2 separate regions of the Ovis aries genome follow, and region 2 is linked to region 1. The links are chromatin contacts, called in public Hi-C maps. All regions are on one chromosome and are shown on one strand. The core of a region is the stretch at or near the end of the contact, and the rest is flanking DNA. Distances in the headings are between cores, read along the strand shown. Region 1 has its middle 82 kb from the start of TRNAF-GAA. Region 2 overlaps LOC132660119 (a long non-coding RNA gene).

Region 1 (6,782 bases), core at 1,801-4,300:
GGCCAGCACCCCTCTCCTAAGAACCACCCCCAGCACCCCCACAGAGGGCAGGGCTCTGGGGCCATGCTGCCAGGAGACATTCCCTTTGGGGGCATTACCCTGAGGTCCCCAGACTGCTGCCTGATCTTAGCCAATCAGACACTCCCCTGGGAGTTTAGAACCCAGATCCTCCCCTCCACCTCTATGGGACACTGGGCAGCAGGAAACAGGAGCTGGGGCAGCTTTGTGCTCCTGCAAACAGAGGAAGCCGGCTGGAAATGGAAAGGAAAAAGAGGAAGAGAAGCTTGGGGGAGTGAGGCGGGAAGGATACAGGCATGGCTTTGCAGTTCCTGATTCTAGTTCCTCAGTGGCAGGGATGGATTTTTCACCCTTGGGTTTTTTGTTTTTTTTTTTTAATACGGCCATATCCTTCCCACGAGGTCATCATTTTCCTTGAGCAAACAGTAGTCCTTTGCAACCCAGGGGCCCCAGCTAGACCATCAGGATTCGAGGAGGGTTTCCTCAGAGTGGATGAGATGATTGGATGGCATCACTGACTCAACGGACATGAGTTTGCGCAAACTCTGGGAGATAGTGAAGGACAGGGAAGCCTGGCATACTGCAAAGAGTCAGACATAACTTAGTGACTGAACAAGAATCCTCCCAGAGGGCTGCTCTGAAGACCCCACCCTGCAAAGGAGTTCTCAGGGCCCTGGGCCCCACCCTCTGTGGATCAACGGTGGGTTGTGTGGGGAAGAGCAGAATCTGCATGGTGCTCATGCTAGGCCCCATCTAGACATGCTGGCGTCTAGGGCTTCTGCAACCTGCCTCCCCTTGGCCCACTCACAACTGCCCTACTGGTGGCAGAGCCTAAGTAATCCTTTCCTTTGTGCCTCTCATTCTCAAACGCTCCCTGCTGCATATGGGATAAAGTCCAAGTTCCCTGACACAGCATTCATGTCCACTTCCTGCAGCCCCATCACGCACCCCACCCCCCATTTCTATTTCATGTCTTGGTTTTCACCTCCATGCCTTTGCCTATTCTGTTCCCTCCGCCTGGACTTTCCTGTGCTTCCTTCTTTGCTGTGCTCATCTCCCCTTGAGTTTTAGGAAGGCCGCTAGTTCTGCACACATTGCTTCCAGGAAAACTCTAACTTCGCAGGCTGGGCTGAGGGCTCCTCCCCTGCACTCCCATATTTCCTGGCCTTGCTTAATTTATCAAAACAGACCAGATTTTCCTTCCTTGACTTCTAAGAAAAGATACTGTGGGGCTCTGCAATGGCTAGGATCACAACCTATTCTCTGGGTCTCTCCAGTGCCAGATTCAGTGTAAACTGGCCTCTGTCCACCCACCCATGCCACCTTCTGGCTATTCCTTCTGACCAAGGACATAGATTCCCAAGAGAATGCTCGTCACCTATTCCTATTTTAGAGACGACAGCCCTGAGGCTCAGAGGGGCGAGGTTCACTGATGCCCTGGTGCACATGAGTTTCTCACCTCCATGCCTCCATGCATGCTGTTTCTTCTGCCCTGGTTCCCTGTAAGGACTCAATTCCTCATTCTGGCTGCTTTGTCAAGATCCACCTCCACGTCCCCCTTCACCTGAAGCTTTCCAGGAGCCTTCCTGGGCTTGTTGCCTGTGGCCTCCCGCCTCGTGCCCACAGAACGCCTCCGTCTGTCTGTGACAGTCCCTGGCTACCACACTGGGCTCCAGACCCACCCACTTGCTCATGTCTCTCCCTAGTAGACAATGATCACTAGATTATTCAGCTCCTTGCCAAAACCTGGCGTATACTAGGTGCATAATTAAAGTGTGTTGAAGGAAGAAGGCGGGAAGATGATGTTTATAAAGCGTTTCAATTGAGAAAGCGTAAGACCTAACTGCACCTGATTCCTCTACAGCTTCTAACAAAGGGCTGTGAGCAGATTAGAGAATCAGCAAGCATTTCTAACCAAATTCTATACTCCATAACTTTCTTCTGTATTTGTGATGTTTTGAAAGCACTTTTTCACACAGTGACTTAATTTTTATAATCATCATGAGAGAGCCATATATTTTAATTTGCATATGGAAGAGCCACTAGAATTAGCCTGTAATCCCAAGCCTTACCCACAGCAGGTACCATGTCTAAGGTCAGGGACTGGCTGCCCAGATATGTCCACATATGTGCTTTAGCCATGCGCTGCTGTGTCTGTATCCTTGTCTGCTCATGGTCCATGCACAGCATAGTTACATGATGCTTCCAGATATAGGGAATCCTTGACCAAGAAGTGGTCCTTTTCTTGTAAGCTCAATGCCCTGGCCTCCAATAAGAAAACTCAGCCACCCTCTACCTTGTAATCCTGTCCTGCAGTTTCCTCCCCTCCCCAACCTCCCACCATAAAGAAGGTCCCATGCCTTCTGTGTGCCCCAGGGCACAGTGCCAGCCCGTCTCAGATGTCAGCTGGTGGGCATAGCCAACCCCATATCCCGTTTTGCCTTACTTCTTAATTAAGCCTCCACAGTGCAGCTCAGGCTGTACCCCAGTCCCTCCAGTTTCCATAAGCACATCCATGCAGCTGAGCCACCCTGGTCAATAACATCAGACTCCTGCCCCTGATAGCTCCTGCAGAGAAGATTGGGTCCCAGGGAGGACCAACCTTTGTTGGGGTCAGTATCTAGGCTAGGGCAGCATGGCAGACTGGCATGAAGGACTGAAACCCAGAGGAGTGCAAACACCTTCTGGAGCGCCTCCTGCAGATCAAGCCTAGCTTTCCCCCGCCCCCATCCCCCTCCTCAGTGAGCAAAGAAACAGTAATCACCAAAGCACCCAACCGTGTAGACTTTTTCTGCGTCTTCCCTTGGAACTTCCTGACCTCGGAGTTACTCTTCCAGACGATGACGATGTAACGTGACAAGCCCAGAAGTCATCACCCCACCACTGCCTCCAATCCTCCCTGCACTTCAGAGGCCAGCCTTCGGCCAACTGTCTCTTCTTTCAAGAGAGAAACCAGAGCAGCTGCCAGCAGAGGGGGAGGGACCGTTGAGGCCTGGGTTTGAAGCCTGGCTTTGCTGCCCACAAAGGGCTGTGCTTCCTGGTTCAAGTGGCCCCATTCTTCTGGGCTGCAGGTGCCTCCCCTCACAGGGAGGGTGACGGCTGCCTTGAGCCATCCGTTTCCTCTTTCCTTCTAGTCCCCACAATAAGCATAAACCACAGTCCTGGGTTAGCAATAAAGCTCAGGGCACAGACAGAAAAGGCTCCTCCCTTTCTGCAAAAATAACAAAACAACAAAAACAGCAACGTTTCTACTTAGGGAGTGCCTACTCTGTGCCAGGCATGTTTACATACACAATCTCATAACAATTGTCACAGCAAGGTGAGGAGATGGAATATCCCCATTTTAAAGATGGAAAGCAAGTGCAGAAAAATTCTGTCTTCTTTATGGACAGGCACACAGCAGCTGATAAGGGACAGAGATTTCAAACTGGGCCATGTGTCTGCAGAAACAGGACATTTTGAAACTCAACTTTTTTTTTCTGTATCAATCTGACCAGCTCACCTTTCCCTTCTCCGTGGAACATTTAAAAACTGTGATCACATACTTGGACACAAGAAAAAGAAATTTTTTTTTAAATTTAAAATTGGAGGTTTTAACAGGCCACAGTCAATTACTATAATCCAAAAATTTTAAATACAAAACATAATGTGGCTGAAAATATTCTTAACTACTTGGAAATTAATAAACATTCTTCTAGATAACCCATGGATCAAAAGAAACATTAAAACTGAAATTAAAAATCATCTAAAAAGAGATAAAAAGTGGAACATTTTATTTCCAAAACCTATGAGATCCGGAAAAAAAAGCTCAGCTCCGGGGGAATATGTACAGACCTGAAGACACATCATAAGAAATGAGAAAAGCAAACAGAAAAAGCAAGTACAAAATGGGAGTTAATCAATAGCTGAAATTAATAGCATGGAAAATAAGAGAAAAGAAAATACACAGATCCCATAAAATCAAAATTGGCTGAAGAGACTAATAGGATTGCAGGGCTGGGTGAAGGGCGCAGTTCTGCAAGTATGTCCATCAGGCCAGGCCCCACTGGTCAGCGATGTGGCCCCTGCCCCTGGGCTCCTGACCCCTGGGTTAGTGGCTGCCTTCTGCCTGGACATCACATTTCAGTCTGTGGCGATCTGACTGCCCACCAGAGGCTCCTTGGACTGGAGACTTCAGCATTTCCTCTCAGAAATAAAACCCTTCCATCAGGGCTTATTAGGCAAACAAGTCAGTTTTGTGTTTTCAGCAATGAAAGCTGCTGTGGTTTTGTTTTCTCTCTGTTGCCAGGAGTCAAGAGGAAGTCTGTGGTTAGACATCTTCGGGTGGAGACATATACAAACACAGTGGCTAGAAATGAGCTCCCCGGATTCAGTTCTCCCAGCCTCAGTCAACAGGACTCATGAAACTGAACAAATGAGAAAAAGGACGGGGTGGAAGAGGGGGGGGCCCTGAACCTCTACCCTCAGCCTCCCAGACCCACAGCAACAGTCACCCTTCTGCTTGTTCAGCATTCACCCAGCCTGACTCTGTTTCCCATTCTGACAATAGGATACTGCACTTCCTCATTTCCTCAAAGGATTTACTGATTTGCCTTCACCCCAACCCAGTGACTGAATGTAAAGGATCCCTGTGAATTCAGCCCCCATGGCAGCAGCAGAGCCATAACGGGCACTACAGCCAGCTTCCATCCATCATGGATTCTGGCTTCCCCTCTTCCGCTCAATCCCTGGATTTGATCAGAGTGATGCTGTGCCTGGCCACAAATCCTCACATCCCCAGGCTCCTGTGTATAGAAGCTGGCATTTTTATTACAGTTCTGGCCAGTGAGTTACGGGATTTCTAAGACAATGTCTGCACTCCTGCTATAGACACCAACTCTTTCTCCTTCTCCCTTCTTTTTCCTGCTTGGAACTTGAACATGAGGCCTGGAGGTGCAGCAGCCGCCTTGTGCTTACAAGGTAACTGCATGAGGATGAAGATGGAGCAGAAAAACAGAAAGAAGCCAGGCCCTCCATGGCGTTATTATCCTTCTGCCCTGCCCTATATGACTCACCAGGGACTTCTTACTTCATGAGAAAAAGAGAGCTTTGGCTGGTAAAACCCCTGGAGCTGTCTGTTCTGTTACTTTAGCTGAAGCATTGTTACTTGAAATGAGAGCTTCAGCTTTCATGGGGTTTTCCAAACATTTTCATCCCATCCTCTACTGGGTCCTCACAGACATCCTTTAAGGTGGATATCAATGTCTTTCCTCCCATTTTCAGATGAGGAAGCTGAGGTTTCACAGACATGAAGTGGGTCAAAGAGCTGAGGCCTCCACTCCAGCATTCTATCCTCCGGTCCCTGGCTTTTCCCCAGAAAACCCTCTTGCCTCGAAGCAGTTCAGAGCTTTCCCCTCCCTGTAACACCTCCCCCTACACAAGTGTGCAGGCTGAAAGTGAAAGTTCCTCAGGGACCAAGGAGCGTGTGAACGGATTTCAGCCCTAGCTTCTAGTGCCCAGAAAAGCCGTGCTCTTTTGCTTTAAAATCCATCCCTTGGAGTCAAAGGATCTGAGTTCAAGTCTGACATCTCATCCTCACTTGCTACGTGATCTTGAGGGGGATAAATCTCTGAAAATCTCCCTGACCATCTGTACAATGAGCATGGCAGCGCTTCTTCTCCTGAGGCTCTACTAACACATTCAGAGATATATGATCATGTATGGTACAGGATAATCAGCTCGGAGATAGTCATCTGTGAGCACTCAGCATGTCAAGGAAAATGCTTTGCGCATGATAAGACACCAGTGTCCCCATTATGGGGCTGTTATCACGATGGCTTTGGTCTGTCTCAAGGCTCTGACTCCACCCACAGCTTGGCCTTGCTCGCAGCTGACGTGTGGATTACAGATATGCTTTACCCGGCCTTTGGGACCACTCATCCCTCCCTGTTTGTCAACCTTAGAAGAGTTGAGAATACTGATCTCATGAGCCTCGATCTTTAAGAATGGATAATGTCAGAGTTTTGATACTTATTTGCTTGTTAAGCCAGGCTATTGCTACGTGATTTCATAAGTTTTTCACTTTCTTAGTGTCCAAAACGTATCTATGCATCCCCTTTAGAAAAAAATAAAGTATTAGACTCTATGTTGGGGACTGTCAGAGCTGGATGGGACTCGAAAGTCATCTGGTCCATCCTGTGCCTCCAAACCCAACCTCTGCCCATTCAGGGCTGACACGCCCTCTTCATGCTCCTCCCCTCCCCAAACCCAATGGACACAGAATTTCCACTTGCTCACATCAGAGGCAAGTTTACCGCCCCCAAGGCAGTCCATTTCACCTCCGAATGTCCTCTGTTCGAATTCTTCCTCCAACAGGCACTCCTTGGCAGACACAAGGATGTGTTCTTGACAAACCTGTAATCCTGGGCATGCTTGACTGTGTGGGATGGTGACTGGCAGAGTCGGTGGGGGACGAGGAGCCCACGTGAGGTGTTACCAAACAGGAAGCGCCATCTGTGCTGGGTGATGACAGTAAGAAATAGTGTCAATCAGCTGCCCTGGGGGGCTCCAGAGACAGCCTCTTGTTTCAGCTACATGACAGACCTCAAGAGTGGCAGTCACTCCGTTCATTCTGATGTTCTGGGTATTCACGGGGCTAGGCTGGACCATGCTGCAGTAACAGCATTGAGCTTTCAGGGGCTTAATACAATGCAAGTTTATTTCTTGCTTCTGTAAAGTGCAACATGAGTTGGGAGAATTGTCCCCGTTTTGCATGCCATCTGGAA
Region 2 (6,782 bases), core at 1,372-3,871, 790 kb before region 1:
AATATGTCCCCAGTAGCGGATTCATTGCTTATCTGAAATTTAAATGTAACTGCACAGTCCGTACTTTTATTTGCTAAATCTAGCAGTCTTAGTCCTGTTCACCCCCTCTAGATGTGATATTTATTAGATCAACTGTCCTGTGTTCCTGGGCTATTAGGAGCAGGTGGAAAGCTATCTTGCAAGTATGTTATTTTACATAAGCGTGTTTAAGTACCATTAGTTTAAATAAACTCTTTAATTTCAAATAAAGACATGAATTTTAAATACATTTATTTTTCCAACATAAATCTACTTGATGTATGTGGGGTGTCCTAGAAGCCATATTCTCCTATCTCTTTTCTACCTTTAGTGACCCAAGGGGTGGAGATTTTAGGAAAATTGGAGGGGGTGGTCTTTTAAATTAGAAAAGCTGGGTTCAAGTGTAGGATCTGTCATTGACCTCCTAACTGTAAGTTGGGGAGTTTTTTCTCACTGCTGTGGCCTCAGTTTATTCATCTGTAGAAAGGGGCTAAAACTCTATCTGCCTCATAGGTCATTATGAGATTTGTGACTCATGAGCATATTCCAAGAACTGGCCATGTGAGGGGGCTGATTATCAAGACCCTGTAGCCTGGGGTGGTCATATTCAAAAGCTCTGAGGCTCAGTGCTTGGCTCCACTGTGAGTGCCAAGCTTCTTGACCTCTTGGGCCTCCTTGGCTGTCCATGCAGTTCCAGGTTATGGCACCAGGGGTCAGGCTTGCACATGGATGGCTGAGCTCAGCCTTTATGGTGCTCCAGGGGCCCTTCAGCCTGGGGGGGTGGTGGTGTGGGGGAGGGGGGCAGTTGGGGGTGGGAGGGCATAAGGATGGGGCAGTAGCCTGTATTTGATATGGTTCTTGGCCCTGTGGGTCAGTGACCTACAGATGTGAAGGGTGAACTGCCCAGCTTTCTCCTTTCATATTTTGCTTGGCGCTTCTTAGAGGACTCCTCATCTCTTTGGCCCTCATCGAGAGACCCCCATGAAGGAAGCTGAGTTAGTAGGTAGCTGGAATCTGGAGAGAATTCTGAGCAGGGAGTTTGGAGAGAGTTTGGGCTGCTCTCTGCCAAGTTACTGGTGTCCTTGTGGGTTATATTGCCTTCTGAGCCCTGGCTCCTTCTGCAGTGGAATGGGATAAGAATGCCTCACTTGGGATTTCCCTGCCTCCCTTCGACTTTCAGTGGCTAGGTCTCCTCAATTCCAATGCAGGGGGTCTGCGTTCGATCCCCGGACAAGGAGCTAGATCCCGCACGTGGCAACTAAACATCAAAGGTCTGATGTGCCGCAACTAAGACCCAGTGCAGCAAAATAAAATATTTTTTTAAAAAAAGAAAGAAGGCCTCCCTTTCATGGGTCTGTTGATCTGGTGAGCTGATGTGTTGCTTTCTGGCAGTTCTAATGTCTCTAGCATCTGTCTAGAATGGTTTATGTTTGAAGGTGGAGACCCACCCTGAGCACGAACTACCCAGATGATAAAGAATAGATGAAAAGAACCCAGGGTGGGGGCAATAGCGAGACACACCACGTGATCCCTTGCCAACTTCTGGAAGTAAGCACCAAGCTGTGAGGAGGGTCAGGGTGCCACCGCCCAGAGAGGGGCAGTCTCTGCCTTGATCACGCATAGCTGGGGGCACAAGCTCAGGGCTCACTGGGCAGGAGGCTGACTGGGCTTGTTGGCCCATGCACATGAGCAGTAGATCAGACAACCAGAGCGGGTGTGCTGGGCTGTTGGCGCCTGGGACTTCAGATTCAGCTCAGGGTGTTTCTGGGCACCCGCTCTGGCTGTGGGGGCTCTTTCACTAGAGGCAGACACAGATGCTTTCAGGGCAGTGGAGTGAGCCGCAAGACGGTTGTCATCTTTGGTCCAGGCATCGGATCCAGAGGAGACTTCTCTTATCGTGGCTCCCTGGCCTCCGCTGAGAACCTCACACGTCTGGCTCTATATTGTGCAGCCAGAAAGGTGGCTCACGCGGGGCCCTGGAAGAGTTGGTGTGTGTGAACCAGGACCACCCTTGCCAGGGGCCCGGCCTTCCTCCCAGCCCCACACCTGCTGCACCTCAGCCAGTGGGAGCCGTGCGCTGGGGTTTCTGCTCTGTTCCCTGGCCACCACTGCGGTATGGCTGGGTTGCTCCGGGAAGCCCGAGGACTCTGGGTAGTGTGCTTTCTCGGGGTGGGTCCCGATTGCCCTGATGGATTGCCCTCTCACCCCTGCTGGGTTACTGTGGTTTCCTCATCAGCAGAAATGACTTCTCACCCACAATTGCATCAGTCTTTCCACAGATCGAGTGAATCACGTTGCACGATGTGGTTTTGGATCATGCCCTGTGCTCTGCGAGGGGCTGGCTGGGCCAGTGGGCTAGGGGCTGGGGCGGACTGTGCTTTGACTTGGACTTGGGAGAGGGAAGCAAAAGCCAGAAGGGGATTGCCAGGGGCGGTGGGGGGGCGGAGGGGAAATGGAGTTGGTGTGAGAGGATGTGGAACTCATTCTCACGGGCCTGAGAGGGGGCTGAACCAAGTGTCCAGTGACCTTGACCGCAACCGCATTGGGGAACCATACAGCTTACTCACCCCCAGCTCTACCACTACCTTCAAGAGGGAAAGAAATGAAGAGCACAAGCTGATTCACCCTCTAATGCACTGCAGGGGCGAGGGCGGTGGGGACTGGGAGATGAGCTGGTTTCGTTTCCTCTTCTTTCTCTATTTTGAACTCCATGGCTTGCTTCCCCTTTAGCTGACATGTTGTGGCCACGGGCTGAGGGCTTCCAACCTCAAGGCCAATTTCTTTCCTCTCTCTGCTTCACAGCCTACAGCTGCCCGTGGGTAGAAACTGTCTGCAAGGACTGTGAGGACTTCAGGGGGTGGATTCTTCCCAGAGGTAGAAAGAGGCCTCCTACTCCCCATCCACAGCAGCAGGAACAATTCTGCCCATTTCTCAGGTGGAGAGGATGAGTCCTCAGGGAAACGTGGCTAGTGCCCTGCTCTCCTCCTCTCTTTCTGAACCTATAGCACGGCCGAGCTCCGTATGTCAGACTCGTGGGATCCTCCGGGATCTGCCGGTGGGAGCGGATGGCAGTGTCTTCTGTCCAGGGAGAGGAAGATGTGCAGAGGCTCAGAGGAAGGGCCCTGGAATGGGTCACGGTTTCAACCTTACCAACTTGAGCAGAAAAGAAACAGGCCGTGACGCATGGAGGTGTCACCGGAGCACAGCAGCCCAAAACACAGGCATGATCATGCCTGGACCGGTGTGGATTTGCCTGAATGACAAACTCCTGTAAGCTACTGAAATCTGGGGGGCTATTTGTTACACAGCATGGACCATCTGGGCTTCCCAGGTGGCACTAGTGGTAAAGAACCCGCCTGCCATTGCAGGAGGTGTAAGAGACACTGGCTCGATCCCTGGGCCATTAAGATCCCCTGGAGGAGGGCATGGCAACCCACTCCAGTGTCCTTGCCTGGAGAATCCATTGAACAGAGGAGCCTGGTGGGCGATGGTCCATAGAGTTGCAAAGAGTCAGACACGACTGGAGCGACTTAGCAGGCATGCGTGCACACAAGCATGGTCTATCTATCTTGACTCCATAAATGCAAGCTCAGGAGATTGACCTTGATCTTGGAGGCCAAGGGAAGTGAATAATAAAGCCTTAGAATGACAGTGCCTACACCCCACAGTGGGGCTAAGACCGAGCTCTGTCTTCCCCCTAGATTGCATGTTCATGGATGCAGTAATATGATTGTTGTTTTTTTTTTTTTTTCATCACTGAGTATATCTGGAGCCTGGGACCGTGCCTGGTATGAAATAGTTGCTTATTAAGAATTTGCTTTCTCCCTTCCTGCCCCCAGTTTCTCTCCTCTCCAATTTCTTCTCCTTGCGGACACCATTCACCGCCTCCTTCATTCCTTAATTTTGTCCAAAAATATTTTTGAAGCATCTATTACATCCCAGGCACTGTGCTTTGCATGTGTTATTAAAGTTTTATGCCAATCTCAACAAAGAGGCACTGACCCCATCTTCCAGGTGAGAAGCCATCTCCCTTTCCCTCCATCTGCTTCCTTGCTTGGTTCTTCCCTCCAGGAACTTGACTTGGTGGGGGTTGTGTCATGTCAGCAGGTGGGTGCCACCCTGCGTGGCACTCCACCAGAAGCAGGCACAGCCCCTCTGACACAGGGAGAACCCTTGAGCTGGGGCTTTAGATGTGTCCCTGGAGGACAAGGTTGGGAGTGCAGTGGACTGGGGACTTTGTGGGAATTCCCACCAAGATGGAAAGTAATGAAGCAAGTAAATTATTTATTGAGGGAAAAGAGTACAGTACGTGTGAGAGTTGGACCATAAAGAAGGCTGAGCACCAAAGAATTGGTGCTTTTGAACTGTGGTGCTGGAGAAGACTCTTGAGAGTCCCTTGGACTGCAAGGAGATCCAACCAAGCAATCCTAAAGGAAATCAACCCTGAATGTTCATTGGAAGGACCAATGCTGAAGCTGAAGCTCCAATACTTGGGCCCCCTGACGCAGCTCACTGGAAAAGACCCTGATGCTGGGAAAGATTGAGGGCAGAAGGAGAAGGGGATGACAGAGGATGAGATGGTTGGATGGCATCACTGACTCACTGGACGTGAGTTTGAGCAAGCTCTGGGAGATAGCGAAGGACAGAGAAATCTGGTGTGCTGCAGTCCATGGGGTTGCAAAGAGGACACGACTGAACAGCAAAAACAACCTGTGGCTAGACACACGGGCAGACTCAGACGGAAAGCCCCTGAGGCTCACTCTCATGGCAGTTTGAATTACTTTTATGGGGCATTTCTTCCAGGTTTCCTGAGGTCAGTCATTTTGATTTGCTTGCTTCTCAGTCCATATTTCAGAGAAGGCAATGGCACCCCACTTTAGTACTCTTGCCTGGAATATCCCATGGATGGAGGAGCCTGGAAGGCTGCAGTCCCTGGGGTCACTGAGGGTCAGACACGACTGAGCAACTTCACTTTCACTTTTCACTTGCATGCACTGGAGAAGGAAATGGCAACCCACTCCAGTGTTCTTGCCTGGAGAATCCCAGGGACGGGGGAGCCTGATGGGCTGCCGTCTATGGGGTCGCACAGAGTCGGACATGACTGGAGTGACTTAGCAGCAGTCCATATTTGGTGTATCTCAGTTTCCTTCCATGTATGTGAAGGCATCTCTTAGCTAAGATGGATTTTACTGAAAAGCCTGTGGGTAGAGCATCTCTTGACATCACTCCCCCTTTGATCTCCAAGGAACTTTTCTGCACACGTGTGTCCCAGGGGGTCTTCTGACTCTGAGAATAAGAAACATGTGGTCCGGGCAGGGCCCAGCCTCTCCCTTAATTGTCCTGCTATTCTAATCCACAGGGAATGAATCTCCAATGGCTTTACCCTGGGGCAGGAGGAAAAGGGCCATCTATCCCCTGCCTGGTAAAAACTTGGCTTATTTAGGGAACAGTCACTGACTCAATATGACTGGAGTGTAAAGCAAGTAAGGAAGATTTCCTGGAGGTTATATAGGAAGAGCAGATAGAGCCTGTGTTGTGACATTTGAAGACTTAAGGTCAGTGTATGGCACAAACCACTACAATATTGTAAAGTAATTAGCCTCCTATTAAAATTTTTTAAAAATTTGTAAAAAAATAAAGACTTAAGGGGCTTTTCATCCCCGGCCAGCAGAGCCAGGAAGTGAAAGGACCTGCTCAGCTGTTGCGCAAGGTGGGTGGCTGGGGGCTGGGGGCATGAGCGGGCGGGGGACTGTGGGGCTGGGGTGGAAGGACGAGGAGGGGGCTGAAGGAGTTGTCTTGGCGCTGAGGAGACCCTGGCCTCCTTGTCCTGGAGGCAATTAACTGCCTTGCAGGAACTCTGGCTGCCTGAGGTGGGGGCATTAAACATTTATGAGTGAGTGCCGCTCCTGATGTTTTCTGAGCAATAACTTTTCATGATGTGTGTTTGGTGAGCTTGGCAGCCGCCCCTCCGGGGCTGTTGGCGCATTAATGCCGCTGGTGGTCCCTCCCACCACGCTCTTAGCAGTAAGTTTGCCCTGATATCAGGAGATGGAGCAAGGCCCGCTCTGAGTGGTGGGGGGGTGCTGGGGTGGGAGGGAGCCTGGAGGAGGGGTTCCAGCAGGGCAGGGGACAAGGGTGCTCCTATCTGGAGCTGACGGGAAAGGCTGAAAACCCTAACTCGCAGTCATGCCTCACCTTCTCTAGCTGATGTCCTCAGGGGTGCTGAGGCTTGAGGACCCTGAGCAGAGGTGCGTAGCCATCACTGGGGCGTGGTGGTGGCTCTCTGTGGGACCTCAGTGGTGCGCCTCCAGTCTCCAGACCCCGGCCCATGCTGACTGTTAGGATGTGGTGCCAGACCTCTGCAGGGCTGGTGTGTGCTGAGGTCCTGGGGGTGTCACTGCAGCCCTGCTGGTGGGGACAAAGCCCCTCAGGGTCCCTCTCTCTGTCCTCCTCACTCAGCCGGGACACATATAAGGAACAGGCTTGGCTTCATCTGCGGATTGCCGCTTAGCAGCAGGCAAGCTCTTGAGCCCCTCTGAAGCTCCACTTCCCCATCTGTAGAATGGAGGTTTGAAATTGTGGCGAGATTACAGTGCTCTGAGGATAGTGTTAGGTCAAAATGTGGCCCTTCCCCACAAGTGCCCTTCAGGGCAAAGGAGATAAAATGGCCAAAGGGATACATTACAGCATTGGCACCTTAGTGCCTGGGCAGGTGTAGGCCTCTAGGAATCCCTGCCCTTCACTTACACAAGGGCCCAGATCTG

The links. Hi-C and Micro-C count contacts between places; a contact is called where the count stands out from the background.
Region 2: a contact with region 1 is called in a Hi-C map of blood, with 2.5 times the contacts expected there. The contact joins two enhancer-like sites. A contact is called at or near these places in 3 of 16 Hi-C or Micro-C datasets (blood, muscle and omental adipose tissue).

Annotation. Positions count from the first base shown.
Region 1 is chr7:16,591,044-16,597,825 of ARS-UI_Ramb_v3.0, reverse strand. No RefSeq gene overlaps it. Among named protein-coding and RNA genes, the nearest start is that of TRNAF-GAA, 82 kb to the right of the region's middle. Within about 2 kb of position 3,050, at least 14 of the 54 cell types and tissues checked have an H3K27ac peak or open chromatin away from gene starts, as enhancers often do.
Region 2 is chr7:17,378,165-17,384,946 of ARS-UI_Ramb_v3.0, reverse strand. It overlaps LOC132660119 (a long non-coding RNA gene), which reads right to left. Exons shown (of 2, transcript XR_009601341.1): 2 at 4,286-6,782. It also overlaps a transcript of LOC121819946 not described here. Among named protein-coding and RNA genes, the nearest start is that of UACA, 250 kb to the left of the region's middle. Within about 2 kb of position 2,621, at least 14 of the 54 cell types and tissues checked have an H3K27ac peak or open chromatin away from gene starts, as enhancers often do.